4 separate regions of the Mus musculus genome follow, and all the other regions are linked to region 3. The links are chromatin contacts, called in public ChIA-PET, HiChIP or PLAC-seq and promoter capture Hi-C maps. All regions are on one chromosome and are shown on one strand. The core of a region is the stretch at or near the end of the contact, and the rest is flanking DNA. Distances in the headings are between cores, read along the strand shown.

The links. Promoter capture Hi-C pulls out the DNA fragments that hold promoters and counts their contacts. ChIA-PET counts read pairs in DNA pulled down with a chosen protein or histone mark. HiChIP or PLAC-seq counts read pairs in DNA pulled down with a chosen protein or histone mark.
Region 1: a contact with region 3 is called in an H3K27ac HiChIP or PLAC-seq map of double positive thymocytes, with 6 times the contacts expected there. The contact joins the enhancer-like site here to the promoter of Nek2 in region 3. A contact is called at or near these places in 2 of 39 promoter capture datasets (the 3T3-L1 cell line and stem cell-derived epiblast-like cells), 1 of 484 Hi-C or Micro-C datasets (bone marrow-derived macrophages), 6 of 115 datasets of contacts at active chromatin or transcription factors (craniofacial prominence, double positive thymocytes, embryonic stem cells and 1 more) and 2 of 9 other capture datasets (adipose tissue and embryonic stem cells).
Region 2: an RNA polymerase II ChIA-PET map of effector CD8 T cells shows a contact between it and region 3, with 11 read pairs. The contact joins the enhancer-like site here to the promoter of Nek2 in region 3. A contact is called at or near these places in 12 of 39 promoter capture datasets (the C10 cell line, the HPC-7 cell line, cranial neural crest and 8 more), 12 of 484 Hi-C or Micro-C datasets (the 4T1 cell line, the N1E-115 cell line, bone marrow-derived macrophages and 5 more), 15 of 115 datasets of contacts at active chromatin or transcription factors (the 230-238 cell line, the HPC-7 cell line, T-cell acute lymphoblastic leukemia and 8 more) and 2 of 9 other capture datasets (adipose tissue and macrophages).
Region 4: a contact with region 3 is called in a promoter capture Hi-C map of the HPC-7 cell line. The contact joins the enhancer-like site here to the promoter of Nek2 in region 3. A contact is called at or near these places in 11 of 39 promoter capture datasets (the C10 cell line, the HPC-7 cell line, cranial neural crest and 6 more), 2 of 15 datasets of contacts at CTCF or cohesin (CD8 T cells and embryonic stem cells), 4 of 484 Hi-C or Micro-C datasets (bone marrow-derived macrophages, natural killer cells, regulatory T cells and 1 more), 24 of 115 datasets of contacts at active chromatin or transcription factors (the HPC-7 cell line, the SCID.adh cell line, bone marrow-derived macrophages and 16 more) and 4 of 9 other capture datasets (adipose tissue, liver, macrophages and 1 more).

What each region holds. Positions count from the first base shown.
Region 1 is chr1:191,517,976-191,521,334 of GRCm38.p6, forward strand. No RefSeq gene overlaps it. Among named protein-coding and RNA genes, the nearest start is that of Gm32334, 32 kb to the left of the region's middle. Within about 2 kb of position 1,961, at least 38 of the 459 cell types and tissues checked have an H3K27ac peak or open chromatin away from gene starts, as enhancers often do. A contact at or near this core is called in double positive thymocytes, where this site is marked.
Region 2 is chr1:192,076,946-192,079,956 of GRCm38.p6, forward strand. The region is part of intron 1 of Traf5 (TNF receptor-associated factor 5); the gene reads right to left. Among named protein-coding and RNA genes, the nearest start is that of Traf5, 14 kb to the right of the region's middle. Within about 2 kb of position 1,591, at least 161 of the 459 cell types and tissues checked have an H3K27ac peak or open chromatin away from gene starts, as enhancers often do. A contact at or near this core is called in the 230-238 cell line, the HPC-7 cell line, T-cell acute lymphoblastic leukemia and 7 more, where this site is marked.
Region 3 is chr1:191,819,474-191,822,768 of GRCm38.p6, forward strand. It overlaps Nek2 (NIMA (never in mitosis gene a)-related expressed kinase 2), which reads left to right and starts at 2,000. Exons shown (of 8, transcript NM_010892.3): 1 at 2,000-2,268; 2 at 2,674-2,891; 3 at 3,019-3,259. The coding sequence starts at 2,173.
Region 4 is chr1:191,555,879-191,559,183 of GRCm38.p6, forward strand. Dtl (denticleless E3 ubiquitin protein ligase) reads right to left here. Exons shown (of 15, transcript NM_029766.3): 8 at 2,183-2,256; 9 at 906-1,009; 10 at 563-667. Among named protein-coding and RNA genes, the nearest start is that of Dtl, 18 kb to the right of the region's middle. Within about 2 kb of position 1,458, at least 37 of the 459 cell types and tissues checked have an H3K27ac peak or open chromatin away from gene starts, as enhancers often do. A contact at or near this core is called in the HPC-7 cell line, adipose tissue and bone marrow-derived macrophages, where this site is marked.

The DNA of each region.
Region 1 (3,359 bases), core at 711-3,210, 300 kb before region 3:
TGGACTGAGGATTAGGGTGAGGGCAGAGGAGGCCCTTGAAGTCTTAGCAGACCTTTTTGTTGGCACAAGGAGGCAGACTTGGCCCTTGTGGAATAAGGAGGCACTCTTTCTAGGCTGCTCTCTGCTCACTGTTCTCCGGAAGGACTGACAGGCAGGACAGGGTGTCACGCCTGCTGCTAGGGTGGAGCATTACCACTCAACCCTGTTTCCCCAAGATTTTGTGATTAAGGGAGGAGATGGGTGGGACGTGGGCTTGGTACTGGGAACGGGCTAGATGGGGGTTTACAGAGGACAGGGTGGAGCTGGGTGGCTCTGGGTAGGACTGCCTGTGGCAGGCAGAGGCAGATCTGGGGAAGGTGTCCCTGCATAACCCAGCCTGTGATCCCGAGGCATGACTAGGCCTCGGAAGGTCTAATAATCCATGGAAGATCTCAGACATCCTCAGCTCAGATCTCAGTGTAGCTGTTTGCTCTCTGTGGCTTTGGCAAAATCACCAAACCAGTTTTGCCCTCTTATAACACAAGTTTAGAAAACTAAGTGAGACATTTGAAATGTAAGTAAAGAAAAATATCTAATAAAAAAAAGAAAAAGAAAACTAAGTGAGATGACTCCCCCACCTCTTGTTTCTCTGGCTCTTGACAGTAGTAGCTGGCACCTTAGAGGAGATCTGTGCCAGGTGGGACCAAGTTGTGGTTGTTCAGGGATGGCTTTCTATACCATAAAACATCCCTAAAGTGATAGTCGATAGCTGTGGGGCCACACAGATGAGCAGAACCCAACCTGGGTTTGTCATGTATTCATCAATACTCTTCTTATTCCTTTCTCATTCTAAAAGAAATTAAAATATTCCTGCAGGCCCCTGAGCTCTACATTTCTGTACCTAACGGCAGCCTGGGCTCTGGAATCAGGCCACAGTCACTCCAAGCTCAGTTTTCCTTCATCTTCCAGTTTTGAGTCTTGTTGCAAGCTAGATGGACTGAAGTGATGATCGATCTCTCTTCCTCTCTCTCTCTCTCTCTCTCTCTCTCTCTCTCTCTCTCTCTCTCACACACACACACACACACACACACACACACACACACACACACACACCACGGAGGTCTTTGTCTCCCAGGGTGTCCACCTGCCACCTGGAGAGGAGAGTGAGTCTGCAGTGGGCGACTGTGGCTGGTTACACTGTATCTTTTCCAGCCTGTATCAGCTACATTTCTTATTTCTTTGACAAAAACATCTAACAAAGGCTGCTCACATTCTTCCCTTTGCATACAATCCACAATTCACTCTGGGAATCTATGCGTTTATTAGAATCATTTACAGAGCATGGGTGACTCCATACTAACCTCTCTGGAAGGTCTGCCCCCAGCATGGACGATGGCTCCTCACCCCCATGAATTTCCTTTCCTTAGGCTTCCCCAGCCTATGCACTTCAGCCCCTCCCTGAGACCCCAAGGCCTGTACAGTTAGGGCAGGACTGGGTACAGTTGGCTGGGGAGAGTTGCTGGATACACTAAAGAAGGTTCCAGGGTTTTCCCTTGTTCTATGAAGGAATGTTAGCAATGCTAGGATGATCTTTGAAGACTCACGAAGATGATGGGTAATTCACTTGGAGGATGGTACCGAACAAACACCACAAAAGCAACTCAAGGAAGGGTCTGATCTGGCTCACAGGTTGAGAAGACAATCCATCATGGCATTTGGAAGGCACAGCTCCAGAAGTGTGAGCATGCTGGTCACATTGTATCCATGACCAAGAAGTTGACATGGAGTTGAGGCTTAGCAAGGTTTCTCCTCTTACTCAGTCCAGGCCCCCAGCACAAAGACTGATGTGTACTTCCACTACATCTGAGGCTCCAACCTCAATTAACCAGGTCTAGAAACTCCTCACAGACAAGCCCAGATGCAAGCCCCCTAAGTGGCTCTAGATCCTGCTGAATTGACAGTTAGATTAACGGTCACAGCACATACAGTATTTCTGTGGTTGTTTTGATGTATTGCAGGATGTAGCTGTCTTCAATGGGGGAGGGGTGGTGTGAACACTTAAATGATAAAATCCCAAAAATTTGTTTGGTTTTTCAAGACAGGGTTTCTCTATAGCCCTGGCTGTCCTGGAACTCACTTTGTAGACCAGGCTGGCCTCGAACTCAGAAATCTACCTGCCTCTGCCTCCCAAGTGCTGGAATTAAAGGCATGTGCCACCACGCCTGGCTGTTTGTTACTTTTTAAATAAAGTATCTACTAGAGGTCAAGAGCTGTTACGGGAACTGGAGATTACAGCGCAATAACTAAAAAGCCGAGGTTCCTGTCCTCAGACAGCTTGCCTTCTGGAGGAGGGAGGCAGACAGGGACTGAACCAATTTCCAACTTCTTAGCATTGCCAAAATCCCCCGTAATCTTTCACCTGGCCCACTGTAGCCTCCCTTTCTGTTCTGGACCCGCCCCTTCCCATCTGTTCCTGTCCAATCACATCACCCCTCCAACACACTCCTCTCGTCTGGGGGCTTCTCTTCTGCTGTATTCAGTGTGAAGGAAGAGGCCTTGGAGACACAATAATAAAAAGAGTGGACTTGGTATTTACTGTTCGAGGTTTAGGTCTGAAGAGGTCACCAGAATTTGGTGATAATAAGGTCATTGAAGATAATGTGCTACTCTGTCAGAATACGTAACTTAAAAACAATTTGTGGAGAAGCGAAATTTATTTTGCTCATGGTGAAGCAGGCCTGATGGAGCGGAGCGGATCCCAACTCGGCAGCCAAGAAGCAGAGAGACAGATAGGTCTGGAGGAAAGATAAGCCTCTCCTCTTCCCCGACTTGTCCTTGGGGCCTCCTTCCCTTCCTCTAGCTAGGCTCCACCTCTGACAGTTTCCAGAACCTCCCAAAATAGCACCACTGTCTGGGGACCGATCCTTCAACAGTGAGTGTGTGGGACACATTTCATATTCAAGTCCTAACAGGTGCTCCCAAGATCTCAGATTGAGGCTGTGGCTAGGACTTTATCTTCCCGTGGAGCAGTCTGTGGACGTGGGCCTCTCCTCAATACCTGGAAGCTCCCTGCAGCTGACCGAACAGTACAGGGAGAGGCCCATCGGCCGGCCTCCTGGGTGTCTTAGTCCCTGGGTGTGGGTCTGAGTGATTTCCACAGTTCTTCACTACAATCGCTGACCATTCCAGGTGTCATTCACAACCAACTGCTTCTGGGACTGGGCTTTGCCCTTCGAAAACTTCCAGGAAGCTAGTGGGATGAAGCAGCCATTCTTCTTTCTGTCTCTGTTCCTACATCTAGTTTTGAGATCACATCAGTAATTGTCTCCTTCTTCAAGACCTGTTCGAAGTCCACTCCTCCCTCACTAAAATTTCTACTG
Region 2 (3,011 bases), core at 341-2,840, 260 kb after region 3:
CCTGTGTCAGATCCTGAGACAGCACAGCCTGTGATAGTCCACTGTCCTCCAGGCCCTACAAGGGTAGGATTCTACAGAAAATGATAAGCTACAATAGCCCAGTGGTAAGTGCTACCAAGAGAGACTTCAATGTAGGACCACTGGAGCCTGGTTGAAACTTCACAAAAGTTGTTGAAATGTCTCTGCTGAGCTCACAAAGCAGTTAAACTGGACTGAAGGTGGCATTTTATGGATGAAAACACAAAGAAATTTCCCAGAGGGCATGGCACAAGTTTGAGATTGGTTAATAATCAACTGTACTCAGTTGTGAAATGAATGGAATGGAGCAGTCACTTGCTGCATGCCCACATCCATCCTAGACTCTTCCTTTGCTGGGGTCTGTACCAGGAGGTGGGTGAGATGAGAACAGGCCCTGGCTCCAGGAAAAGAACAATAAATGGGGGCAGAGACACAGGATGGGAAGGAAACCAAGGGTGTGTGCAGGAGGCTTTCCAGGGCTGGCTGCTTTCCAGACCATCTCAGTGGGATGGGTGAACTATGAGTCAAACCAGCTGACAACCTACATTTCTGGGACCAGAGTAAGTCACATAGTGCTGTTGGTAAAGTGTTTGCTTTGCAAGCATGAAGACATGAGTTCACTTCCCCAGAACCCACATATTAAAGCCAGGCATGGTGGTGTACACTTGTAATCCCAGCACTAGGGAGGTGGAGACAGCAGGAGCCCCGGGCCTCACTGGCCAGCCAGCCTAGACTACTTGGCAAGTTCCAGGTCAGTAAGAGACCCTGTCTCAAAACAGCAAAGTTGATATCATCTGAGGAGAGAAACCTGAGATTGTCCTCTGCTCTTTGCATGAGTGTGCACACATGCACATATACACGACTGCACCAATGAACACACATGTGCACACAAAATTATCAGAGGAACTCATGATTCCTCAGTCATATATTCTTATCTGTTTTCATCGTCCAAGGTCATGTGTCCTTTGTAATATCAAGGTCTGATTTAAAAGCTGTCCAAGGATCTCCCAGCATATGACTGTGAGATACACAGGTAGACATGCATTTTATGTGCAATTCATGTCATGAGAATTTCACTTCATAAAATAAGACATGATGCTAAGAATAGCAGGAAGTTCCAGTAAAGGTATAAATTTGATCAACTAAAACTAATTTAATCTCCTATAGTCATCTGTGACTGTTTTCTAGACCCTAGATCCCCATTAGCAACGAGTGGGTTAGATGTAATCTCACCTAGGCTCGTGGAGAAGCCGGCGCCTTCCCACCAGGTCCTCTGTAGGGCAGTGTTCTAGTCAGGGCTTCTACTGCTATGGTAAAACACTATGACCAAAAGCAACTTGTGAAGGAAAGGGTTCATTTCAGCTCATAGCCCCACATCACTGTCTGTCTCTGAGGGAGTCACTGAGCCTGGCTGAGGCTCTTCCAAAGCTTCTTTCAATGGCAGTGAAGAGCCTTCCTCTGAGATGCAGAAGCAGTTCCCGCAGGCAGGGCTCTGCTCTAACCCCATCCTCAGCTAGAACCAACACAAACTCTCTGTTCTCCACAGAGCTGAACAGGAAGGCCCTGCAAGGCAGGGGTCCCTCCCACAGCAGCCCAGATGAGATGAGACAAGGCCAGCGTTGGGGAGGAAGAATGACGAGCCAGGAGGGTGGGACTTTAGTTCCTCAGAGAAGTGTGATTTCTCTCTGGCTGGCCAGGAAGCCTCTAGTTCCTCATTTCCAACAGCTTACCAGACAGGGTTGCAGGGCAGCTCTAGAGCTACTACCCACACTTGTCCTGAGCCATGCCTGCCTTTGTCCCCTAGTTGGGAGGGATGATTCTGGGGAACACTGTCTTCTCTCAAGTCAGCCACAGCCAACCAGGGATATTTTTAAGTCTCCAGGAAGTCACAACAAAGCTTTCCCCTCAAAGGCCTGCTTGACTCCAGAGCTTTGAGCCTCAACTCTGTGTCCTCACTGTCTACAAACTTCTCCTGGGACAGCCATCTTTTATTACACCCCACCCACAGAGCCAGCAGTACCTGACTGAAAGCACTCAATTGGTGTTTGGTGAATAAGGTCAAGGAGAATAAGGGGAGGGGTAGGGGCCTCACATGACGTCGTGGTGCAAAGGGGCTGCTGGATGCAGGGCAGGACAGGTCCAGCTGAGGGGGACTTTAGAAAAACATGCATGGACCCCAGGTGCTAGAACTATGTGGTAGGAGGCAATGTCTACCTGTGGCTTGCTACCTCACACACCTAGCTTGTTTTAATCCTGACATTCCTGTGGCATACATATTACCATCATTCCCATTTTTCAAAGGAGGAAACTGAGGCTTGGAGGGATCCTACTTCAGGAAGTGGTCAATGCCCCTGAGGAATCAGCAGGAGCCACAGTCACTCCAGGCCCCTGCTTCCTCCCGGCCCACAGGGAGGCAGTGTATGTGGGTGGCACCCCATGGGTTCTGGGGTGGACCAGTCTGGATTCAAATTTTGGTTTTACACTGCATAGTCTTATGAACTCAGGCAAGTTACTTTGTCCCTAGGCCTCTCTGTTTCACACAATAATTAATAGTGACAGTGTAGCAACCTTGTAGGACTTCTGAAGAGAAAATAACACGATGTGCAAAGAGATGGCTGGCCTGCTAACTGCTTTTGTAAATACAGTTTTATCAGAGTGTAGCTGGGTTAATTTGTTTGCAGATGTTACCATGGCAGAGCTGAGCAAGCTAACTTGAGATTGCAGGGCAGCACACATCCTATAACAGTGACTATCTTCTCCCTAAGGGAAAAGCCAACTGACCCATGTATGTCTACATGAAAAGCGTTAGGAGGTGGGGAGGGGCACAGAATGCACTGCAAGGGCTCTGAAGATTATGAAGTATGTGCAACCCCACCCCCACTGGCTATCTCCCCTCATTCTCAGGATAATATGTCTACCTGACATGTCCAGCTGCCAGGTTCAGGAATCAAAAGTGAATAAGAGGGGCTGGAGAGATGATGCAATGCTTAAGA
Region 3 (3,295 bases), core at 750-3,249:
GCTATCACGCCTGCCTGCCACCATGTTTCCTGACATGAGGATAATAAAGGACTCACTCTCTGAAACTGTAAGCCCCCAATTTAAATGCTTTCTTTTGTAAGTTGGCTTGGCCATAGTGTTTCTTCGCAGCAACAGAAAAGAAACTAAGCAAGGACCAAAGAACATTGTTGCCCACTTTTAGGGTGTGTCTTTTCCATTCGATTAATTTAACATAAACCCTCACAGGCATGCTCGGAGGCTGACCTAATCTACGCTGTCTCTACAAGTGTACCCAAAGGCTTGACCCCCTAGGTGATTCTACATCCTGTCAATCAACAGTAACCAAGGTGGGGTAAGGCACGAGGTAGGGATGCAAGTGGAACTTCTAACAACTGGAAGGACAAGTACCAAGTTAGTCTTGAGAAGCTGAGAAAGTGTGTTGTGTTTGGAGCGAAGAGTAAGAGCTCTTTGTCTAGAAAGAAGATGAAAGGTTGTGTGTGAAGCAGGCTGGTCAACAAACTCAACATAAGCATCAGTACACCCATCACATACACACCACACGCCTATACACCACATATCACAAACACACCACACACACAACATGCTACACATATCACATACAACACTCTACACATCATAAACAACACACACAGCACACACACACACAACATACTACACACATTACATACGACACACACACACAAACATACCACACATATCACATACGACACACACACAAACATACCACACACATCACATATGACACACACACACCATATAAATGACCTCAGGCATTTGTAGCTCCTTATATAATTTCTGAGACCTAAATTAATCCTACCCCTTTGAGGTGTGACAATGTCCTTGAATGCTAATTTAAAAGTTCTCCTGGCTGGCAATTCCAATTAGCTTATACTAAATTCAGCGCACAAAATACATTTATTTTTAACATAAGGAGGCTTCTAATTCTTATTAATAGGACATTGGGTTCTTTTTCAATCACAGCATGAACAGATATTTTAAGAACAATGACCCATTTATGCAGCAGATTATTAGCTTTCTGGTAATGCACATTACCCCCCACCTGCTCTGGATGGAAGCCTTTAGCTCCCCTTCCCCAAGTCAAAGCGGGGCCATGTCACTGGCTATGTGAGCTCAAGTCAGCAAACTGCATGCAGCTCCCGGATTGGCTATTAGGGAACACCTTTTTTTTTTTTTTTTTCCTAACACACTTTTTTGGTAGATGTCTTAGAAGTACAATTTGGCAGTGTGGTGACTCTGTTCTGAATGCTTCCATACTCAGTCCCTAAGCTTTGGATACGTTTCTATGTTCAACAGGTCTCTCAGTTTAATGTTCAGAGATCTAGACTATGCTAACTGTGCTCAGAAAACACATGTCAACTCTGCGTTATTACTATGAATATCCTTTATTCTTATTATTTTTTAATTAGTTCTCTTCTGGGCAGTTGGGCCTAGTTTCTCTCTCTCTGTCTCTCTCTCTCTCTGGGCGTGGGGTGTCTTTCTCGCGGGTGGGGGTAAGGCAGGGACCCTCTACAAAGCTCTGGATGTCCTCAAGCTCACAGAGATCTGCCTGAGCGCGCCACCAAGCCGGGCTGGAACAGGGATTCTGGCTCTCTAGGTGTGAGGACTATAAAGTGCTCGGTGCACTCACCGCACCCTCAGGGTCATCAAATCCTCAACACACAAGGGCTTAGGTTCAGGACCCGAGTGCAGAGGAGTCGGAAAAGGGTGGGGTCAAAGTGGAAAGGTCAAAAGGCCAGTGTCTCCAGTCCAGAGCCTCGGACATCCGTTACCATAGCGACTTCAGCCAAGGAATGGAATTACCGAGGCCCCAACAGGCTTTGCGATCCCAAATCCCAGGGGTTTTCGGCGCGGCTCGTATTCCGTAGAGCAGCTAGACGCAGACACCAACGCCGACGCGGTTGCCTAGCGACACGCATTTTCCCAGGATGCCTAGCAGTGTTGTGTTTTCTCAGCCAATCAGAGTTGAGATGCACCTTCGCTGTGGACCAATAGAATGCGAGGCCGAAGCCCGCGACGGTTGACCCGGTGGCCGGTTGCTCGCCGACTCAGGCAGGCAGACGAGGGGCTCGGGTTTCGGCGCGGTTGGCCTGCAGCGGGCGAGCCTGGGCTCCGAGCGGCGCGGTGGTGTGGTTGCCAGGGTGGCCGCTCGCCATGCCGTCCCGGGTGGAGGACTACGAGGTGCTGCACAGCATCGGCACCGGCTCCTACGGCCGCTGTCAGAAGATTCGGAGGAAGAGCGACGGCAAGGTGAGGCGCCGGGCAGCCCTTCCACGGCGGGCTTAGGGAGAAGCAAGCGTCGCCCACGCTGGGGAGGGGCAGGGCGGCCACCTGAACTCTCGTGAAGGACCGGGCTGTAGCCTCCTAAGAAGGGACGGGCTCGTGGAGCGGGCAGCCGCGGCTGGGAACCGGTGGAGGCGCGAATCCGCGGCGAGCAGAAAGACGAGCTCACGTGACCTGCTTCGCCGCTGCGCCACACGCCGTCCCGGACTCAAGCGCTGGGGATGGTACCGCCCACATTTCGGGTGGGTCTTCCCACTAAATTAACCCGGTCTCGACTCCCTCACTGACACACCCATTGAGTTGTTAGTGTTTTGTTTTTCAACTTTGGAAATTTCACCCTTTGTCTCACACCTTGGAAATGTTGTATTTCAGATCCTGGTGTGGAAAGAGCTTGACTATGGCTCCATGACGGAGGTGGAGAAGCAGATGCTTGTGTCTGAAGTGAACTTGCTTCGGGAGCTGAAACATCCAAACATCGTCAGTTACTATGATCGCATTATTGACCGAACCAACACAACCCTGTACATCGTAATGGAATACTGTGAGGGAGGGGACCTGGCTAGTGTCATTTCAAAGGGGACCAAGGATAGGTAAGGTGAAAGAGCCCCACGGTTCGTATCTAATAATAATTAACTTCCATGTTTGTACGCTCTGAATGACTTGCCCCAGATTGAAGATGGCTTTTATTCAGGGTTGTGAAATGTGCTTTTTCTCCAGACAGTACTTGGAGGAAGAGTTTGTCCTTCGAGTGATGACTCAGTTGACGCTGGCCCTGAAAGAGTGTCACAGAAGGAGCGATGGTGGCCACACTGTGCTTCACCGGGACCTGAAGCCAGCCAATGTCTTCCTGGACAGCAAACACAATGTCAAGCTGGGGGACTTTGGACTAGCTAGAATATTAAATCACGACACGAGTTTTGCAAAAACGTTTGTTGGCACACCCTATTACATGTCTCCTGTGAGTATTTTAGAATTCAACTTTTTTTTTTTCCCT
Region 4 (3,305 bases), core at 208-2,707, 260 kb before region 3:
CACACTTAACAATGCACCAGGGTTAGTTTACATCGTGTATGTGTGTCCTGTGAGCCGTATATACACCATGTGTATAGGAAAGTATACATAAGAGTGCACACTTAATAATGCACCAGGGTTAGTTTACATCGTGTATGTGTGTCCTGTGAGCCGTATATACACCATGTGGAGGCCGGAGGTCAAAGATACCAGGTGTCTTTTCCATTGCCAACCTTAGATAAGTCTCTTTCACTGAACCTGAAGCTCGCCAATTCTACAAGGCTAGCTCTGGCCATAAGCCCCAGGAGTCTCCCAGGACTTCCCCAGCAAAGATTACACGTGGGTGCTAGTGATCTAAATTAAACTCAGGTCCTCATGTCTGTGTGGCAAGCACTTTACCAACTAAGCCATCTTTGCAGGCCATAAAGTATTCTTCTTTCCTTTCATTTTTATGGTTGTACTGGGGATTGAACCTAGATCACCAGACAAGTACAAGAGCTAGATTTCCCAGCTGATTTTGTCTTTTGAAGAGAGATTTGAATAGTCATATCATTAACAAAAGAGAATTTGAATAACAACTTACCCGGAGAAGTCTTTAAGCCAGTCATATTGAACATATAGATGTTGTCATCTGTGCAGTTAGCAAATAAAGTAGAGCCAGTAGAGTCTAAAACCAAACTCGAGTATCCTGAGAGAAGTTAATAATAGACTGTCAGTGAGGTTAAAGTGTGGGGCCAAAAGCAGTTCATGCCATAATTCTGTTTCAAAAATATAAAGAAATGAAAACTTTATTAAGATTTTTATCTTGACATCCATGTCCTTAACTCTTTCTCAAGTTTTTGCTGAAATTAGCCTTATATTAACACTTTAAGTCTTTTTGATTTCTAAGGGAAATTCATTACATCCCAAATTCTACAAAGGCTTACCTAGCTTTCGAGTGCTGGTACCTGGGTACAGGAAAGACTTGGATGCTATGGGTTCTTGTCGATAAGCAGTGTAATTCTTGCGCAAATCCCATACTTTGATTATTCTAAAAATCAAGACAAATACTTCATAAACCATCTAGACCAGTGGTTCTCAACCTTCTTAATGCTATGGCCCTTTAATACAATTCCGCGTGTTGTAGTGACCCCCAACCATAGAATTATTTCTATGGCTACTTCACAGCTGTAATCTTGCTACTGTTACAAATCATAATGTAAACATCTAACACACAGATGGTCTTATTGTGACCCTGGGAAAGGGGTGGTTTGACTCCAGTCTACACCTATCCTAACAATGTTACTTACACGCGTATGAAGTGACTTTTAATCTATGTCCTCCGGCACACTGCCAGGTACACGGAGAACAACTCACTGGAATCCAATCAATTTAACTATTTCATATGAAATTGTTTCCAGTGTCAAGCTTATAGCTCGTACAAAGGGAAACAGATGTGACATGACCCAGTGATGAGTCACTGACACTCATCCCAGGGCAGCGGGAAAAGGAAGCTGGAGGTCACATGTCGACAGTCATTGCTCCATTGTTCTTCTAGAAAAAACCCTGCCTAACCTGTAAGACCGCATATATCCCCCAAAACACAGGGTGTACACCCCATGCTTTATTTCTATACATAACTCCTTAACTAAACACATTTTCCTGTGAAAGAGGAAAACCATTTTCATTTTTCCTGTTGGGATAATTGTCTTGCTCTTTACTTTGTGGGTTTTCTAGAACTACACATTTACCATAAAATAAGTACCTTTAGGAAGACATTTTTAAAATTAAAAACTTGAATACAGAATTGTATTTATAATTGGAAATAGGCAAAGATGTACATGTAAAGGATCCCTGCATACAAACAATCTATTTTTACAGCATTCTGTAAAGGACAAATGAACAAGCACTGCAGACTCATTTGGCCATCAGTATTTAGATCAATTGTAGATAACATGCACATAGAAGTACGCAGGCCTTAACTTTACTGTTTATATCCCAAGCAAGCTACCCACCCTGCAGCAGCGATACTGCTATGTGCCAGAGGCAATGTGCACATGTATTATCTCAATTTTTATGTTCCAGTGTGACCTGTAAACTTCTTCCCAGTTCCATCACCCACTGTGTCTAAAATAAGGCACATACTTAACTTCTTCAATGGGATTAGGTACTACCATAGCTCACAAAGGCAGTGGGGTAAAAAGCAGAAGAAATAGTCTTTTACCCATCCACGGCTCCTGCTGAGACTAATGTATTCTCATCCTGAAAGAGGACCACAGTAACACTCTGCTGGGAATCCTAATAGCACAAGAAAGAAAAAAGGAAATTCTGTTTTGGGCATCATAGCTTCACCAGGGTATTTGACAAGGTACTTAAAACTAGCCTTTCTGAAGCTGCTGTGAGACTGTCTCCTAAAAGTGTCAAGAAGCTTCCCTAATATCCTAACAATATGGCTGCCTAGACAAGACCCGAAGCAGTACACTTACAGACAAGCCAACGTGGAAGAGGGAACCTCCCAGGGTCCCACATACAGACAAACAACTCTAAGCAATGAAGGAATGCTGACAGCAGGAGACAGTTATTCTCCAGTTATTCCATACCATGGGCTCAGCCCTGAAGTCATAGATACTAAATAATAAATAAGCACAACATGTTATATTTATATTTAGCATGCATGCATATGTGTGTATGCAACAATAACAAAGACAGAGAAGCCATGATTTTGAGACCAGGGAGGGGTAGAAGGCAAGAGTAAAGGGAAAGGGGAAAAGAATATATGTTATATATTTTTTTAATTTATTAAAACAAAGGCAGGGCATGGTGGTGCATTCCTTTAGACTTAGCAGGTGGGAGGAGAGGCAGGTAAATCTCTCGTAAGTTCAAGCCCAGCCTGGTTTACATAATAAGTTCCAGGTCAACTAGGCTACTTAGAGATCCTGTCTCAAACCAAACCAAACCAACAAAACCACACTTAAAAATTCCCTTAGTTGGGTACGATGTTTCAGTGAGTATGACACCTGTTGCCAAGCCTGAAGAATTGAATTCAATATTCATAATCCACATGGTAGGAGAGAACTGGGCTCCCATAAATTGTTTTTGATCTCTCCATGCATGCCATGTGTGTAACATGGGCACACATGTGGCGGTCAGAGGACAACTTGCCGGAGTAAATTCTTTCCTTCCATTGTGTGGGTTCCAGGGATCAACTTCAGGGCATCAGGAATGATAGAAAAAGCTCCTTTACTCACTGAGCCATGTTGCTGGTCCCTTAATCTTTTCCCAGTAATTCTAGATGTTACTAAGGAAACAGCCTAAACATGACTATCATGTATGTTAACATGAACTTA